Regions from separate parts of the Podarcis muralis genome. Here region 2 is linked to region 1. A link is a contact called in public Hi-C data. All regions are on one chromosome and are shown on one strand. Each heading gives the region's core, a stretch centred on a gene start, on an enhancer-like site or on the middle of the called end of the contact. The rest is flanking DNA. Distances are from core to core; before and after follow the strand shown.

Region 1 (3,261 bases), core at 255-2,754:
TTATATGGTCTTGGCGGACATTCCCAATCACCAGTCTAGCTGCTGCATTCTGGATTAATTGCAGTTTCCGGGTCACCTTCAAAGGTAGCCCCACGTAGAGTGCGTTGCAGTAGTCCAAGCGGGAGATAACTAGAGCATGCACCACTCTGGCGAGACAGTCCGCGGGCAGGTAGGGTCTCAGCCTGCGTACCAGGTGGAGCTGGTAGACAGCTGCCCTGGACACAGAATTGACCTGCGCCTCCATGGACAGCTGTGAGTCCAAAATGACTCCCAGGCTGCGCACCTGGTCCTTCAGGGGCACAGTTACCCCATTCAGGACCAGGGAATCCTCCACACCCGCCCGCCCCCTGTCCCCCAAAAACAGTACTTCTGTCTTGTCAGGATTCAACTTCAATCTGTTAGCCGCCATCCATCCAGACACTCACAGGACATTCACCGCCATCACTGGTTCTGATTTAAAAGAGAGAGCTGGGTATCATCTGCATACTGATGAACACCCAGCCCAAACCCCCTGATGATCTCTCTAGGTGGCTTCATATAAATGTTAAAAAACTTGGGGCAAGAGGATGGAGCTCTGAGGCACCCCACAAGTGAGAGCCCAGGGGTCTGAACACTCACCCCCCACCACCACTTTCTGGACACAGCCAGAAGGAGTGTATAACAGTGCCCCCAGCTCCCAGCCCCTCTAGACATTCCAGAAGGATGTTATCGTCAATGGTATCAAAAGCCGCTGAGAGATCCAGCAGGACTAGGGAACAACACTCACCTTTGTCCCTAGCCCGCCAGAGATCATCGACCAGCACAACCAAGACAGTTTTAGTCCCATGATGAAGCCTGAATCCCGATTGGAAGGGATCCAAATGGTCCACATCCTCCAGGTGTGCTGGGAGTTGTTCAGCAACCACCCGCTCAATCACTTAACTTCCATCTACAACAGATGCTGCATTAAGGGGAGAATTAGCCTCCTGTTTTTAGCACACAAAAATTGTAGGTTGAGAAACCAACCTCAGGCTAACAAGCAGATAAATACATTCCTTTACTAAACAGAACTTAAGCAAGTACAGTATTGCATTCTCTTTCCCAATATGTTTCGAAAAGATGTCAATTTTCAGGGGTAAACCCCGAGAAAGTAAGTTGTTCAAATTAATTGATTTCAAGTAACAATTTACTACATGTATGCCTTTACTATGGGATGCGGGTGGCGCTGTGGGTTAAACCACAGAGCCTCTTGGGCTTGCTGATCAGAAGGTCAGCGGTTCGAATCCCTGCAACGGGGTGAGCTCCCATTCCTTGGTCCCTGCTCCTGCCAACCTAGCAGTTCGAAAGCACGTCAAAGTGCAAGTAGATAAATAGGTACCGCTCTGGCGGGAAGGTAAACGGCGTTTCCGTGCGCTGCTCTGGTTCGCCAGAAGCGGCTTAGTCCTGCTGGCCACATGACCCGGAAGCTGTATGGCGGCTCCCTCGGCCAATAAAGCGAGATGAGCACCGCAACCCCAGAGTCGGCCACGACTGGACCTAATGGTCAGGGGTCCCTTTACTTTACTATGCCTTTACTATAACTGATGGTTTTATTGTTTGCAATTTATGTGTAGTCGATCCAAGGCACGTGTATTTAAAAAAAACTTAATGTGTTATTGGTTTATGGCAGGAGACATAAAGCTGTTGGTTTAAAACCACATAATTTATAATATAGTTTTATGGTGGGAGGCATGGCTGTTCTGAAATGGGAGGTCTGTGTGCCCTGTCTCACTGCTGTCATGAGATAAGATGCCTTTTATTCCCGATTCAGTAATGCAAATTGAGCTATATTAGGACTCTTAATAAAAGAATCAGCCATGGGCCCTGTGCCAGTCTCTCTGGACTCAACCAAGAAATGAGATATTTGTGATGGGAATTGTCATCCAAAACATATGGAGATGCCTTTGCTCTGATGCAATAGGGTGCTGGGTGGTCCAGTCATCTTGAGAAAATCAAAATGGTAGCAACGTCACAATCACACCATCATCCCAAGTGGAAAGAACCAGGCAGCTGAGTGGGCCAAATTACAGCAACTTTACCATCACGGGTCACCCACTCGTTTTTCTTAAACAAGGGGATTTTTGCCTTTGGTGTTAAGGACCAGAGGACCAGGGGTGCCAACTTGAATAAAATATTGTGGTGGCCCAGGTAAGCCCCACCCTGCATAATTGATCACACAATGTGGTGTACACACACTATTTGAATGGCAATGCCCAACAACTGGGGGGGGGCATGGCACCCTCAAATATTTTATTGGGGAGGGCAAGGCCCCCTAGGCCCCTAGGAGTTGGCTTCTATGCACAGGACCATTAAAAATATTGTAACAGGAAATGTACAGGAAATCATAAGCTTCCTGAAACATTGGAGCTGAGGTGGAGGTATGAGTCACCCTGATAGTTATCTTTCCTTCTCCTTACACCTGAGCCCACGGCCAACAGTTGTCAATACATATTAGAGGACTTTTTAGTTTGGATTATGCATACTTGTTTCCCTTCTACAGGGTTGGTGAACCTGTGACCCTTCAGTTGCTGTTGAACTATGACTCCCATAATCCTTGACTTCTGGCCATGCTGCCTAAGACTTAGGGGGCACTGAGCCCAACAACATGTGGAGGGCCACAACTTCCCAGCCCTTGCCACCCTGGTTTCTGTGCCTGTCTTAAGCACCTGCTATATATAACTGAAATCATACACACAACTGTTACTGAAAATTGTGGACGGTGAGAACCAGAAACAAAAGCACAATTGTAAGTGGTGGGGGGCGGGAATGAGAGTTTATGAAATTCAGTACAATGCAATTTTTAAGACACCCAGGCTGCGTGCATTTAACTTTCACTTAAAAAACCCAGTAGGGATATTTTTGTGTGACAATGAAGATGAACAAAGGAGTTCTGTATATCCTGCGGTCCTGTCCCTGACCACACCTAGTCCATTCCTACTTAAGCTGCCTTGTAAATACAGCGTCATTATGCCTGCCTCTCCAGATTAACAGACTCGAAGAAGATCCAGCTACATCACAAGCCTCCCACGAGCCAGACGCTAAAGGGAGAGACCAGAAACAAAGGTGCAGAGCAACTTTAAGTAAATGCCGTCATTTGCCCAGGGTAAGAAACTTCTTCTAATTTAGTTTATATCATGTAAAATATTTTAAACTTGTGGTCTGATAACTATATTGTTTTCTTCATATATATAATAAAACCTTGCATGAGATCAGCAGACATATATTGATATTAAGAATAATTAA
Region 2 (3,261 bases), core at 262-2,761, 160 kb before region 1:
CTCTCCTCTAGGCAGAGTTCTCACTGGACTCACTCTAGTCTTATTCCAACCTGCCCAAACAAGTGGAAGTAAACCATACCATATCTAACAAGATGAATGTTACCATGTCCCGTGCCTGCTTATTCTAGCAGTAGGTTTTGATAAAAGCTTTTGGCAACGTAAAACTATCACCACCAGCTCAACATTTGCAATGTGACGTGTATGAAAAACATGTTTTTCATAATATGCTGTGTGGGGGCTTTATATCTTCTAGTTAGGCTGTGCAATGTAATAAAAAAAGTTGCATAGCAACAGAGTATGTTGCACTGCAACTTTTGAACTTTAACTTTTGTTGCATGTTAAGATTCTAATGCCCATGTAATGTGGCATGTCTCCTCAGTTTTAGTGAATAAAATGTTTATTATTAAATAAGATTAGGATAGCTGTTGAAGAAGAGAACTGAAACTACCACAAGAAGTGTTGTAAAATCAATAGGTAATCTCTTTGCAGAATCACTTGTCAATAATTCTTGTTCAGTTATTGAGCCCTTGTTCCCCAAAGCTAGCATTCTAGTTTGCATGGGTGGTCTGGAACAGTAGCAGAATTTTGATACTGTCTGCCCCAGATTGACTTCTCATGCTCTTTTTCTCAAGTGGTACTCTTGCGATAGTTCCAGGGGCTTCATATGCTATAGAGTTACAAAAGTAAGTTTGATTAAAATTGAAATTGAAGCCCACAGACTTCTGTGGAATTTATTCAAAGAGAAATAACTGAAAGAGGTAGGGAGTGCTTGGTGATGGATTGCGTCAATGAACTACTGTATGCTTTTCTGTACCCAGAAATATAGATGTATTGATTAATTTGAATGGAAAGTGGCTTACAAACATAATTGTAACATAATAGTAACATAATAGAACACAAGTACAGCATAAGTCATATCATGAACAAATCACCTGTAAAACTATTAACCAAACAGCAACTAAAAAATAAGCTAAACACGCTTTAAGTGGCAGTGGCTTGCCAGGGTTTCAGCCAGGGTATCTCTTCTACCTCTATCAGAACATGCCTGGTGATTGAACCTGGATGGTCTGTTGCTGCCCTATGTTTTAATGAGGAGAGAGACCTGACAATAGTGGGAGAAAAGGAGGGTCAGTTGCTTGGTTCCTGCTTGTGATGTAACCAGGTTCTTTGTGCTTTTTGCCACTCCTGAAAGTGGTGATGCACTTCAGGTTTGTGGAACTGGAAAAATGAGATTGTAGCTACTCTGTTAGTGAAGACATCTGCTAGTATGTTGGAGAGCATGGATAAAAGGGGGACTCGTTTTCCTCCTAGCTGTACAAGTTAGTAATTCCTACCCAAGCTACGCAAGTATATTAGCCGAGCTACCAAGAAACCTCTGCAAGAAAAAGCACACAGGAAGAGGCTGAGCAAAAAGAGCTGCAGCTCGCCCCCCCCTCCCCCCATTGCGAGTCAATCTCCGCCAGCCTGCGCTGCCGGAAGCTTGAGAATCGGGCGGAAGTGCTTGGCCTATCCCAGCATGCATCGCTGCCCCCAGCCGCTCTCCCAGTGTGAAGTTCGGGCCTGGGGGCTGCGGGTACCGTCCGGCCTCGCTGCATTGTGGGAGTTGTAGTCGCCTGCCCGAAGAGCTCTGGCGACTGAAGGCCTTGCGTGCAACTGCGGCCCTTTCCGAGGTGAGGCCGGGGCCTCTCGCCGCCTTTCCTCTCCGCCCGGCGGCAACTCTTTCCGCAGCGCCTGGCCGTGCGGCCGGCGGGCCACGCGCGGCCGGCGCCTTCCCTCCCCGACCTAAGATGGCGGCCGAGGTGGACTTCGGGGACCAGGAGCTCTTCCAGCAGCTGGACGCCGGCGAGGCGGCGCCCATCCCGGCCGCGCAGCCGCTCCACGCCCGCTTCGAGGAGGCCGGGGCGGAGACGGAGGAGCTCCGCCAGCGGCTGAGGGAGTGCCAGGAGACCGTCAGGGAGCTGCAGGCCGAGAATATCCTGGCGGGGGGAGCAGGCCGGCCCGGGGGCGCCCCTCCCCTGAGCGGAGCCTCCTTCAAAGGGGCTGGGGGGGTGTGTGCTCTTGACATCTTGTTATCTATCTTCGCAAAGGGGTCCCAGCCCTTGTAACCCCCTCCCTGCCCCATTTGTAATCTAGAACTTGCGGTGGTTTCAGTTCCGTGGCTTCGGCTGTCGTTGCAGAAAGTGCCAGGGACTAGCCTCTTGCAGCAGAGACACAGTCCGGCCCCTGGAGCACGAGAGCTTCTTCCGCAAGTCTCGTGTTTTCAGGGTTGGCCCGGCCCAAGACGTTTTGCTGCCTGAGCGGGGGTGAGGATTTTTTGCAAAAGGATACTTAAGTAAATGCTAAGGTACTTTGCATTAGCAAATGTTTGGCTGCCCTGTGTTGGGAGTTGTAGCCCAACAACATCTGGGCACCAGGCAGACAAAGGCTGCCCTAAAGAGTGATCTAATTTAGTACATTTGTTTTACTTTTATTTCATAAGCTGCTTTGGCTGTGTGCAGTAAAGCTAACCAACTGAATATATTCTATAAGCAATGCTAAGAAGGTTGAAGCTGCCAGCCTTACCTAATAATGTATTTGTAGTTTGCATCCATTCACTGTTACTGGAGAAATTATTTCTGGCACCGAAAAAAGTTTCCACCCCACATCACTGTGCTTCAGGGAGAGCAGGAACAATGAAACTCTCACCCTGTCCTGCTCCTGTTGGAGTGTATAAGACACAAGACTGGCAAAGTTATGTCGACACTTTGGACAAGCATTTCTTTTCCTTTATGGCAGTAAAAATGCAATAATAAATTGAATTTATTCAATTTGCTGCCCCCTCGAGTTGACCAGAATTCCACTCTGCTGATCCTGTCTGTGTTGTGTTTGCTGCAACATACTGCTATCCACTTGAGAAGTTGTATCTTGGAACTTTGCTGTGATTTTTAAAATTTAATTTTATACTACTTCATCCCATACCACCCCACCTATTTTATCTTCACAACAACTTGTGGGATAAGATAGACTGCAAGAGAGAGTGGCCGCCCAAGATCACACAGGGGCCTTCAGGGCTGAGTGTGACTTTGAATCTGGGTCCTCCCAGTCCTAGGCCAGTACTCTGAGCACTATGTCGTGCAGTCTGCCTCACTGACTTTTTTAATTCCTTCTATTCAAAGTGGTGTATGGTTCTCCCCTGTCCCCTGTTCTCCTTGGCTACAATCCTGTGAAGTACATGAGGTGCTGAATTATCCAGGTTCACCTAGCAAACAGTGTAGCTGAGCA

What was found. A called contact is a pair of places that touch in the nucleus more often than the background predicts.
Region 2: a contact with region 1 is called in a Hi-C map of tail, with 2.6 times the contacts expected there. The contact joins the promoter of ZCCHC8 here to the promoter of LOC114586625 in region 1. A contact is called at or near these places in 2 of 3 Hi-C or Micro-C datasets (blood and tail).

What each region holds. Positions count from the first base shown.
Region 1 is chr16:40,274,600-40,277,860 of rPodMur119.hap1.1, reverse strand. It overlaps LOC114586625, which reads left to right and starts at 1,504. Exons shown (of 2, transcript XM_077919994.1): 1 at 1,504-3,121. The coding sequence starts at 3,103.
Region 2 is chr16:40,437,345-40,440,605 of rPodMur119.hap1.1, reverse strand. ZCCHC8 (zinc finger CCHC-type containing 8) reads left to right here and starts at 1,511. Exons shown (of 14, transcript XM_028710498.2): 1 at 1,511-1,973. The coding sequence starts at 1,788.